Linked DNA regions of Triticum aestivum: region 1 is linked to region 2. Evidence: chromatin contacts called from public Hi-C data. All regions are on one chromosome and are shown on one strand. Each heading gives the region's core, a stretch centred on a gene start, on an enhancer-like site or on the middle of the called end of the contact. The rest is flanking DNA. Distances are from core to core; before and after follow the strand shown.

Region 1 (6,272 bases), core at 3,312-5,811, 150 kb after region 2:
ACACACAATGGAAGAATCTGTAAATACTGAAAATTGAGTTTACTATTTTCATAGAATTGACATGCAAGCATAGCACAAGAACAAAACTATTTCAGAATTACCTGCAGTACAAGACTTCCTGAATAATCTGCAATGCCACCCATGACATCCAATCGTCCAGGTGCCCTTGCAACATATATATCCTCCTGCAACAGAACAAATCACTAATTAACACTGCATACGAATCTCATTTGACAAATATTTTCAAGTATCAAGAAAATGAAGGGTGCGTCATCAGACATGGTTGTAACTTTTGCATTATCTAGTCTAGTATAGGGAAAAGAAGCAGAACCTGGGACAGGTTACATAATTCACTATTCAGGGACTGGAAAAGGCAGAACTGCATACCTCCAAGTCAAAGAGTACAGAAGCAGCAGTCCTTTCTCGGGATTGCTTCTCAGGGATCCTCGGATCGTTTCCAACAAGCCCAGATAAACTTGTCAGGAAAGCCATAGTATCGGTTAATCCTTGCATATCTCCATGGAGAATCTCGAAGTCCTCAAAAGATCTGACAAAAGGTAAAGATATATAAATGGGAACATAACATCATACACTCTTGGAGAATCGGCAAATGATATGAAGGAAAAAGAAAGGAAATGTGAACTTACGATCCTGCACTTCCATTAATCCGACGAGACGCGGGTGCTACTGCTGGGCGAACACCGATTTCTTTCTCGGAGAGAGAATACCATTCAGGAATTCCTACATCTCTCCCCGGAGCCCTCTGTAGTTGGTATCCTAGCACTATGGCATCACGTAATCGTCTTGCCCCGCTCAACTATAATTGTACAATCAATCAAGTTTATTAAATAAGGGCAAAAGATGTGAAATTTGTTAACAAAAGTTTATAGTTTAAAATTTCCAAATCAGCAAAAATCAAGGTACAACAGAAGGTGAAATAAGCCCAATGATCATAGTCAGCATTATTATATGTACAGTCACTCACCTTGCCAGAAATATACTTCTTCCCGACAGCAGTGTCCTGGAGGATATGTGCAGCCACCTGAACGAAGAAATAAAAGCTTAGAATGCATAAAAGGGTTTGCAATGCAATCTAATAAGTGGCCTGGACTGCATAAACGTTATATCTTGTTCTAAGGAAAACAGGAAATGGGATATTAAGTTGCTGCCTCCTGATTTTTTGGAAGAACTGATTCTGCAAGCTATTTAAATGCTTCTTATATTTAAAACCAAATTGTCCCTGGTTGTTCTGTGGAAATATAATCATCAACATGATTTATAATTGAGTTGGCAAATAACATTCACAAATATTGCACCTGGGAGCGGAAAGTAAATTACCTCGCCACCATTTATTGGACGATCATAGCAGGGCTTAAGTGTTAAAGCACGTAGCAGATAAGGTTTCCAATGTCCAGTAAGTAAATCCCTCCGTATCATCTCAATGCCACATTGATAATGCTGTTTTTTAAGGGACAAAAGAGCATACAAGACAGCGTGTCATGGTACCTGAATGACAGTCTTATATAGCCTGAAATACCATTTATGTAAGGTGATGCTCAGAGATGTTTTAACCTCAAGCATATTCCGCAGAAAAGGCTCTTCATTGAAATAATCTCTACGAACAAATACAAATGGCAGCTTGTACGCCAAAGCCTCACTCACGGTACCATATCCAATTTTCCCTACATGAGAGAGCCACAATTGTTATGTGTCGGGCAAGAAAAGGAACAACAGAGAAAATAACACCAATGTTTATAACATTGTGTTTACCAAGCATGCAGTCAGATGCTGCCATTAAATCAGGTGTGTACGCATCCTTTGCGAGCTTGACATAATTTGGAGGAAGCTCTTGAGTATCAGATGCACCACATACCTGTCAGAAAATAGCATAATTTTAGTCAGAAAGGTTGGCAAGGCACTGAAAGGAAATATATAAATTGTCGTCAAACAAACTGTACCAAACAAAGCCAACCATCAGGCAACCACTCTTTCTTCAATTTCCATCCTGCCGGCTGGAGAATAGAGTAGTATCATCATAATGACATTAATATTGAACTAGTATAAAAAACAAAGATCAAAATTTAACAGATATGTGTGATTAGCTGTCATCAGTTAATTTATTAAAATGAAGTAAAGCATCCACGTATAAGAAAAAAGTCCTGCTTAGTTAATGGCCCACCTGTCCTCCAAAGTTGAAAATGACCACCTTAACATCCTCTGCAATCCCTAGTTCCTTTCTCACCTGATATATGAAAATTGTAGAAGTTAGACACAAATAATATGGATTATAGAGTAACATTCTCAAGCAGAATCATACATACCTCGGATCGAGATTTGTGTAATCTTCTCACCACAAGAGGCACATCAATAACATCACGGAAAGCAGGCACTGTAGAAGATAAAATCAATCACTTCTTATTCATGAGAAGTGCAAGTCAATATTTAAGATCTTTGGAAATATCATCACTCAGACAGGGGGACATACTAGGGCAGTATCCAGGGAGTCGTAGTAAGAACTCACAATGTGAGTAATCCTCTGCTATCTACAGTTATTGTCAACAGGTGTACATGGTTATTAAACAAACGTAATAAATCGCAGCTTGCATATGTACACTGTGAATGGCCAATATTAAGGAAAAATACAGATGTCGATTTCAGCTCTGGAAGGAGGATGCTTTTAAAACTTAGTGCCACCCAACTAATTAACACTGCATTTAATAACAAACCAGCATATATACAAGATTTATCCTAAAGGTAGAAAACTTTTAAACTTGAATTTAGCATGCCAGCAAGTGCTACAATAAGGAACTAAGTCTGCAAGCAAGGCACCTGCCACACAATTGAGCGATGATGATTTCCAGCTGCTACAACGTACTCTGCATAAATGAAGTCCCAACTGCAAATTGAAGATAAAGATCAGGGCATTTCTGTATGGAAACCCAAATAAGATGACTATGAAAAAATTATAAAAACAATTATTTGCATACTGCCTGTCAGTTCCAGATAAAAGCTACTCCCTCCGTTAACAAATATTACATCTGTCCCAGGATGTATCTAGTCACGTTTTAGTGTTAGATACATTCGTATCTAGACAAAATTGAAGACAAGAATTTTGGGACGGAGGGAGTACTTCAATATGGAGTACATACGGACTGAAATAAGTGAACAAACACACTAAAACGTGTCTATATACATCCGATTCAGAAAAAAGTTAAAACATCTTATATTTGTGAACGGAGGGAGTAATTGAATTATAAGGTATTGTTTTTTTATAACTATATGGATATGGTATTGTTAGCATTACACAGAGCTGCAGAATTTTGTGGCTTAAATATAGCAGATAACAATTTATGCACAGACCATAAAGAAGTTACACAAAATACATCAGTATGTATGTGCCATGCCATCAAGATGTTAGCAGCAGAAAATAGACATAAATTAGTTGAGTTGACTACAGTTACAGTATAAGTAAGTAAACACTGTTTCCCTAAAATACTTAGGGTACAACCTACATGACAACTGGCTCGGTCGTTTTGTACAGCCTCATGGTATTTGCAACACTTGGAACGAAGCAAGCAGAGGAACAACTCACCTGAAATTCGTGACACACACGGAGCGAATGCCAGCGTCTGCAGCCGCCCTGCACGCCACCGGGACAACATCCGAAACCTGCCCATGGTCAACAGACAACATAGCTCTGAATTCAGATGCTGCATGCCAAGCGTTCATGGAGATTTCAGATATCACATAACAGTACAAATCAACTGGCAGGAGTCGCCAGAGGAGAAAAAAATTTAAGTACCACTAAGTCAGCCTTGATTGAGTGGAGCCACTCCACTTCAGTCCTGAGTATCGCCTCGCGGGGCACCACGGCCGTCTGATGGTACTGCATTCCGCGGCCACCGTACGATCAGTCAATCAACCACAAGGCGGGGCGGGGTTAGTAATAAAGAGAAACGACACGGCCAGTCGGGTCGGGGTTTGGGGTTGGGATTGGGACCTTCTCGAGGGAGGCGAGGCGGTCGACGGTGAGCGCGTCGGCCTGCACGGCGCCGCAGTCGAGCAGGACCCTGCGGATGTGGAGGCTGGGGGAGTCGATCTCGGTGGTGAAGACGAACTCCGGCGCGGCGGTGACCACGTGCACGTCGTGCCCCGCGCCGATCAGGTGCCTCACCACCTGCGCGCGAATCGAACGGATTAAATCATAAAAATCCCAGGTCAGGGGACGGCGCGCGCGTCATCGGTCACCCCCGACCGAGAGGAAACAGAGGCGTACCTCGAGGGCGCGGGTGGCGTGGCCGAAGCCGTGGCCGGTGATGTAGTAGGCGAAGACGAGGCGCTGCTGCGTCGGCGGCGGCGCCTCCTCCGCGCCGCTTCCCCGGGCCACCATCCTCCGCGCCGCGGCCGCGCGCGATCGATACTACTCTCTGCTGCTCCGGGCGGTGACTGCGGTGGTGTCACTGTGTTGGCGTGTACTGCTGGGAGACTGGGTCGGCTGATCGGGCCTTCTTATAGTAAGTCGTGGGGCTATCTCATCCTCCTCCCGCGGGACGGGGGGGAGTGAGCGAGAGTCCGGGGCGTGGACGTTTGGTTCTATCCGAGTCCCGCGGCCCGTCCCCTTTTGGTGCCCGGTTTGTTGTGCCGCTATCGCTTATCCTCTTCCGGCGATTTGGGTGACGGACTCGTCCGTGTCACGGGCACGCAACGCTGCACTGTGAAGTCGATCTCAGTTTTGATTTCAGCCATGATGGGAGTGACGTGGAGAGTAGGATAGGGTAGGGGTTTATCTGCGGCAATGATTCCCGTATATCCCTCCCATTATCACCCAACGGACACTTGTGTATTCGTCGATCGTAATAAAAGAAAGGAAATCGAAATGGTACCGGGGATTCACTGATTCAGGCACGGCTGAGACTCCGTTAATTAAGATCGTCGTCTTTGGCTCGCTTCAGTTTTTATAGTCGTCGCTAGGTACTACGAATTTAGATGTAATTTTTATTATTTCTATGCTCGTTCTATTGTCATGATTGGAGATGGATAAGTCGGAAGTTTTCTTGCAAAAAATTAAAATTAAAATTGGTGGGCTAGGCCCTGGAATATATAGTAAACCTGGTTCATGCCACTAAGTCTTTCATCTTCTTCCTCCTTCTCCTTGCGCTGAATCGCTTGGTCAAAAGACAAACATGTCGCCCAAGACTTTTTTTCTCGAAATAGGCTTTCGCCCTCCTTTATAAATAAAGGCACAAACGGCCGAACGATACATGGTGGTGAGGAAACCCTCATACAAGCAGGTCGGAATGAAAGAAACAAGGCCCAGGGTGAGTGGCACAAGTGCAACTAAACCCAACGCCAAACATGAAGAACAGGAGAGGCCACCCCTAACACACTACAACCAAGACAACTGAAGAGGATCGAAGCCGCGCCGCCAAGAGAAACCACCGTGTCACGAGGATCCGAACACCGAGCCATCTCTGGAGAGGGCTGACTCATCGTCAAGCCGGCCCCCTCGCTCCGGGCCGTGGAGCGCCGCTCCTGCCAAGAGACGGCAAGGACCGAGAACGGAGACCACGTGGACACGTCTAAATGATAGACGGTCATCGACGCCACCCCTCGCCAGAGGCAAAGATGCACTATGCCAGCGGGAAGGCAAACCCGACGCCATAAGCCATCTGCAACCGAGAAGAACCGAGGGTCCACCGACGACGCCCTCAAGAGGGGATGACACCGAGCGCCACCGTCGTCGAGTCCAAGAGGGGACCCATACCAACACCCCCAGGAGGGAAGCGACACCCGTAGGTGCCGTCGTTGCCGGCGCCGGAGCGCAGAGCTTTCGCTCGGACCCACACAAGTGCCACCAGCGGACTCACGGTTGCCGACCCACCCCAAGAAGGGAAGTCGCGGCCAATCGCGCCAGGCCTCCAGATCCAGACCAAGGGATCACCATTGCCGAAGCTACGACAACTCCAAGGCCACCCGCCACCCCTCCCCTTGCTACCCGCATAGCCAAGAGAAGGTGCCACCACCGCTGCCACGCTGCCCGCCGCCGAGCCACCCGTGCAGCCTCACCATCCAGGGCCGCCGCCCCGGCATCCAAGGTGAACCCACCACAACCAACGTGCAGCATAACGACCTAGGACAGGCATCCGGACACGGACGACGTTATAGCGGAACCACCGTTGGTCAGGACCAGGCATCCCCGATGCCGATCCACACGCAGGGAGCTCCACTTCGGTCGGGGGCGCGGATCACCGGGCCAGCCAGCATCGTCGCCG
Region 2 (5,873 bases), core at 1,354-3,853:
GCGGGAGGGGCCAGGGCAGTCGGCCAGGGGGGGTCGTCCTCCTCGGCGAGGTCCGCCCAACGGATCCGCGGCAACACCTCTGAGGGAGGACGGGAGCGGCGAGGAGGCAGGCGACGCAGGAGGCGGGGAAGCCGGGCGGGGGAGGGGGAGGGGGGGGGGGGGAACGCCGGCCGCAGCGCCCGCCGGGGGCGGGGGCGCGTCGCCAGGGCCCGAGACTTCCATCTCCAAACACGCGAGAGTATAAGAGGTTTTCCTGTGTGTACATTCAAAGGAACTTATTAGTAACCTGAAAAAAAAGTATTCTCAATAAGAAAACCTGTAAAGTGAAAAACTTGTATGCACAAGTCAGCAGGTAATCAATCGTGTAAGCTAGCCATTGTTGTGATACACAAGACATAAAGAGCAGTTGGTACATCCAAATTCAAAAACCAGAAAATGAAGACAGTCATAGCAGTTGGCTTTCTGAATACCGACTACAATATTGCATCCCAAGCTGTCAACAGTATGTGAACTCACCATCACTGAGTCTAATAGTTATGATATGAACATCTATGAACCAAGAGCTGGCATATCAGACTGAATTATAGGGGATTACCACTCACATCACATGCACCTTCCCCAGCGGTTCATCCGAGAGTTGAGAGACTGCGTTTGCATTAGGCATCAGCTAGAATAGAATATTGTGAGCTGCGTCTGGCTTGGAGCCAACGATGTTGTGCTAATTTCCCCATTTTCTCTACATGGCAGCCATTCCCAAGATCAAGCACCGTCACAATTGGAATTGGTACCCTGGCGGTGGTAATCATCTGCCTAGACCAATTTGACTTAGAGAGATCTGCATAGATCAATTTAACCTGGAGCATGCTGGAAGATCGGATCAACAAATAAGTAATTTTGGAACATAATTAACGGTCGCTATCCATTGGAGATCGGATACGCTGCGTTAGAAGCAGGGGCCGTATCGCCCGCGTCATCTGGCTCGACTTGCCTCCGCTCTCCACCTGCAGCAACCTGGCCTCGCCCGGCTCGCCTCCTGGATCTGGATCCCCCTTTTGCCGGCGGCCGCCCGCCTCGCCCGCCCAGCCTCTCCGCCTGCGACTCGCCATCTCGCCTCGCCAAACGATCCCGTCGTCCTCTCGATGGACGAGGCGACCAAGCGGCGCTCCTGTTTTTTTTCTTTGTTTTTTTTAACGATCGACCGAGCAGTTCCCCAGTCCTGCTAGCTACATGGGCTAGGGACAGAGGCCCATTGTACCCGGGAAAAGCGCCCCTCCAGAATTTTTGGCCCAAGTTAGCAGATGCGGTTCAGCACAGCAAATCTAACGGCCTGGAGTTGCTAAAGAAAAAAATCTAACGGCCTGGATGGCCAGATCAGGAAAACAGATGGTCAGAAACGCATACGGGACATGGGAGGGCTGGAAAATGGCTCAATTTTACTGTCCTAAATAAAAATAAAATAACTAGATTGAAATTATACAGAGCGTTCATATCAGTCAAGTAACAAGCTGGCCTCCATCTCAGGTGTACTTTCGCAACTTTTATAAATATATGGTAAATTGAAATCATAGTAAAAATATATTCATCAGAAACCATAAAAAAAAAACCAAGTTCCTTCAGTTTCATAACGCATTTAGAGAGTACTAGTTCATTAGTAACCAGGGACATGTCTTGTCATCCTAGGATAAGTGGCATGAATATAGTCGTCTAGATTTGTCTTTTCCAGCCAATGAGGGCACTCCAATGTTTTCTTCTGCATACTAGCCAACCAAGGCAAGCAATTTCGGCCTTAGTTATCACCCGAGGCAGCTCTGCAGCTTAGTTGTGGTTCAAGATACTATCGCCAAGGCTCCATAGGCTATAAATCGAATAGGCTGTAAATTCTGAATTCTTTCAAGGAGATTATTGAAAACGCATGATGTGATGTGATGTGAAGCCACGATGATGACTTTGCTTGATATTTTATCCTTTTCTTTTTGCAGTGGTTGATGCTTACTCCTCGATAGGCTCAATGCTCATGATGCCGATGCCACTTCAATGTTGTTGAAAAGTTACGGTGCCTCCTTTTGTTCTATGCCTCTTTCACTGACCTCACACCATTGAAACATTTGATCACTTTGTTTTTGCAACATCTCCGTGTTTTAGAAATCCTTTGAATCAAAGAACAAAGAGGGAGTCCCTCGTTGATGTTTTACTCAAACAGATCCCCACGATTCGGAGATTGTACATCCATGGTCAGCAACCTTAAATAAAACACAATGTCACCCTTTAAAAAACAAGGACCTTGATAAATCCCGAACGTTCGGATTTTAGGCATGTCATCCGAACGTTTTTTCATGGCAACTTTAGTTGATGCAAGGTGGCAACTTTAGTTGTTAAGACATGACGACTTTGTTCTAATTATTTTTTTACAAAATTATTACGTTTGCCAACCTCGTGTGAACTAAAGTTGTCATAAAAAACATTCAAACTGCCATGCTTAAAATCCGAACGTTCGGAATTTATCATTTCCAAAAAATAATGTCTAGACTGAGCCACCCTCAAGGGGACCCATCAGTAGTGAGCACGCTCCAACTGCTCGCCCGGCCACGTCATTTGGACCCACCTGTCATACGAATGCTGATACAGTACCAGATACGCATCTTCGTGCAGCGTTCGGCCTCTGTTTCGCCCTCCCCTCTTCGCAGCTGTCACCGGCGGCTACTCTCTCCCCGCATGGCGTCGCCTCCTCCGCCGGCTCCCGCCGCCGCGGCCGCCCACAGCGTGTTCGTCTACGGCACCCTGATGGCGGAGGAGGTCGTGCGCGTCCTCCTCGGCCGCGTCCCGCCGTCCTCCCCCGCGCTCCTCCCCAACCAGTACGTGCGCGCGTGCGCCCTCCGCTCCACTCCACCCGGTGTTCGTCCTGTGTTCTCCCTCTCCCTCTGCGCCCCCTGTCGCTCTTCTCACGTTGCCTTTTTCGCAGCCAGAGGCTCAGCATCAGGGGCCGCGTCTACCCGGCGATCCTGCCCGTCGACGGCAGCAAAGTCCCCGGGAAGGTGCGCGCAATCCCACACACACACATCGCGTATGCTTGGTGTTAATTTTCTTAGTCTGACGAGTGCAAGTTAAGATGTGAGAAATGGCGAGTACTGTCAGTATGGAACGGTTGAAGTGCAGAACGAGTGACAATCTGTTCCTGTGTCTGTGCTGCAGGTTTGGCAGGGGATCACTGACAGGGAGCTCGATGTGCTGGACATCTTTGAGGATGAGGAGTATGTCAGGGAAACTGTTGGCATCTCGCTGGCCGTAAGTCCATTCGCCGGCCTAGGTCTCTGCTCCAGTCGATGGTAGCCGGATTCATGCCGAACCACAAAATTCAGTGGAATGTTCAGTTGAAATCAGTTATCCTGACAGCCTTTTTCATGATTGTTTGGAGGCACGCAGATAGTACTGTTATCAAGTGGTTTTGTTCTAACATGAAAGACCACCTTTCTTTGGCATCTTAGAGAGCAATTCTTCGCTAGACTGTTCAAACAGGATTGAGTACTTTGGGTTTGCAGGATTCGGCGGATATGATCGCCTATGCATATATATGGGGGAATGTGGATGATCCTGACCTCTATGGGGAATGGGATTTTGATGTGAGTGTTTCCCTTCATGCTAATCTTGAGCATTTTTTGTATTGTGAATGAAAGGCAAACAAACACCGCCACTATGGAACTCAGCGCATGCACCAATCTGGTGATGCTATGAGAAGCAAAGCTGTTGCAACATACTATGTTTATTAAATTACACGTATAATGCTACTACTCCCTCTGTCCCATAATATAAGAACGTTTTTGACACTAGTGTAGTGTCAAAAACGTTCTTATATTATGGGACGGAGGGAGTATTTGTTAAACAGTCTCCATTTGCTCAGCTGATACGAATTCTGATACGAAGAATAACATCACTAATTTACTAGCTCTAAGAAAAGCACGTGCTTGATTTAATGAAGTTCTGAGTATGCCATTATGTGCTGCTCACCGGTGGCGGTATATGCTGTTTGGCAATGTCTTGCTCTCTTCGGTTTTCTGGGACATGTTTCCGTAGTATCCATTCAAGCACTGACCTGTATACTATGTGGTATCTGTAGGAATGGAAGAAAGTGCATCTGAAGGACTATATTACAATGACACAAGATTTCAGGGAGGAACTGGAACAGCTTGAATCTGAGACACATGATTGAAGCTTGCCAATCATTCTTCCAGAAGGATTAATTCGCCAATTTATTGTATGTGCTTTGTTCAACCAGCTCTAATGTGAATTGTAAATAAGATATTCATCGGATTGCCATCAACCTAGCAAAAAAATAGTTTTCATATTTTGTGACCAAGGCTCGAGGTGTTCAACTCTACGTTTTTTCTGTGCTTTTTGGATCCCTCAATGCTGCTTGAGACACTTGCATGTGAAACAAATTAAACTTGAATTTGTTTTGCGTATGTTGTACTAGCCCTTTTGCCTGTTCATGCGATGTGCTGTCATGTAAAATTTTGCCTATGGTATATACCTATCAGTCACACTCTTCATCCCTCTTGATCAATGAACAGTTAATAAGTTCTGTCACAAAATTCAGCCAAAATAAGGGGTAGAGAAAGTCGTACTTTCAAAAAACATGTGTTAGAGGTAGTCCTGGCAATAATCAACAAAACTCATCACATTTCCAGTATGCCATGAACGGCTGACAGGTCCATTTGTCGGATTTAGAACCAAATTTCATATGGGTGTTTGATAAGACCAAACAGTAGATTGAACCAAATTTCATATCGCAGTTCCATCTTTTTTAGTAAACCTAGCAGTTTCTATTTGGGGATGGTGACCTTAACAAGGGCTACACACAACCCAACAATAGTCCAGTACAAATGTTCTTCCCAAGAACATACTATCTTCAGATTTGCCTAAGTGTCTCAGGTCTCTAACAACTCTGGGAAAGTTTTCAGTTCTCATCCCTACTACTCGTTTCAACTGATAAAGCTACATATATATCCAAAAGAAAACCTAATCTGAGGAGCATTTTCCCTTACAGCTATAAGCTGACACATCTAAACTACATTCTTCACTGCATTTCTTTTGCAGCTTTGATGATGGCTGTAGTACACATGAATCCATAATGGTGAAGACAAATAGTGAATACAACTAACCAAGATGTTAACATGACAACTATGTGAATGCGCCTCTAAGTCATGTCATTCGAATTGGTCATAGGGGCCGATGGAAGGGTTCCCGGAGTTCTGCTCGTAACGAGGCTTCCAAGTATTCCCTCCATCTGAGCTGCTGCAAGCCTGGTTGGGCAGAACATTGCTCCCTAAATCACCATCCAGACTCATCTTCTGCACTTCTTGAGGGGACAGGATCCTAATGCACTTGACGCAATTCACAAACTCCCTGCATCATCCACATGAAAAAAATTAGGGCAAGCGATGGATAGAATCTCTCACCGTGAACATTCATGTGCACATCCTATATGCATCAACACAAACTTAGATGTATGAAAAGAGGATAGTGGCACCAAACACAGTCTATTCCAGTTTTTTCTTCCCGTATTTATGTTTCAGTTATGTCAGTGTCCTGGATTGATCCTATTTCACATTTCTAGACATTTCTACATGTGTCCTTTTGACAAACTATATTTGGTTCAGACTGGGAAGTTTAGAAATTCACTTAAACACAGGCAGAAAGGCAGATGGACTTACTCCCATGGGTCATCGCCGAGAAGTAGGACGTCATCCTCATGATCTGTGTAGACTAGCTTCCAACCTATTCTCTGTCGGTCTTCAAGTTGCCCCTCTATACCAAACATGCGGGCCAAAGCTTGATTCAGTTCTCCATATCCAGAGAACCTACCGATGTCAATGGAC

What was found. A called contact is a pair of places that touch in the nucleus more often than the background predicts.
Region 1: a contact with region 2 is called in a Hi-C map of leaf, with 4 times the contacts expected there. The contact joins the promoter of LOC123143751 here to the promoter of LOC123143749 in region 2. A contact is called at or near these places in 4 of 5 Hi-C or Micro-C datasets (leaf, root and an unstated tissue).

Annotation. Positions count from the first base shown.
Region 1 is chr6D:87,166,396-87,172,667 of IWGSC CS RefSeq v2.1, forward strand. It overlaps LOC123143751 (L-arabinokinase), which reads right to left and starts at 4,562. Exons shown (of 28, transcript XM_044562724.1): 1 at 4,277-4,562; 2 at 4,001-4,177; 3 at 3,803-3,886; 4 at 3,593-3,669; 5 at 2,830-2,896; 6 at 2,486-2,543; 7 at 2,322-2,389; 8 at 2,180-2,242; 9 at 1,959-2,012; 10 at 1,771-1,873; 11 at 1,573-1,682; 12 at 1,339-1,458; 13 at 986-1,042; 14 at 648-817; 2 more. The coding sequence starts at 4,390.
Region 2 is chr6D:87,019,469-87,025,341 of IWGSC CS RefSeq v2.1, forward strand. It overlaps LOC123143749 (AIG2-like protein D), which reads left to right and starts at 2,604. Exons shown (of 5, transcript XM_044562723.1): 1 at 2,604-2,852; 2 at 2,960-3,032; 3 at 3,190-3,282; 4 at 3,537-3,617; 5 at 4,112-4,351. The coding sequence starts at 2,614. The coding sequence ends at 4,204. It overlaps LOC123143748 (auxin response factor 5), which reads right to left. Exons shown (of 14, transcript XM_044562720.1): 13 at 5,709-5,873; 14 at 4,761-5,400. The coding sequence ends at 5,202.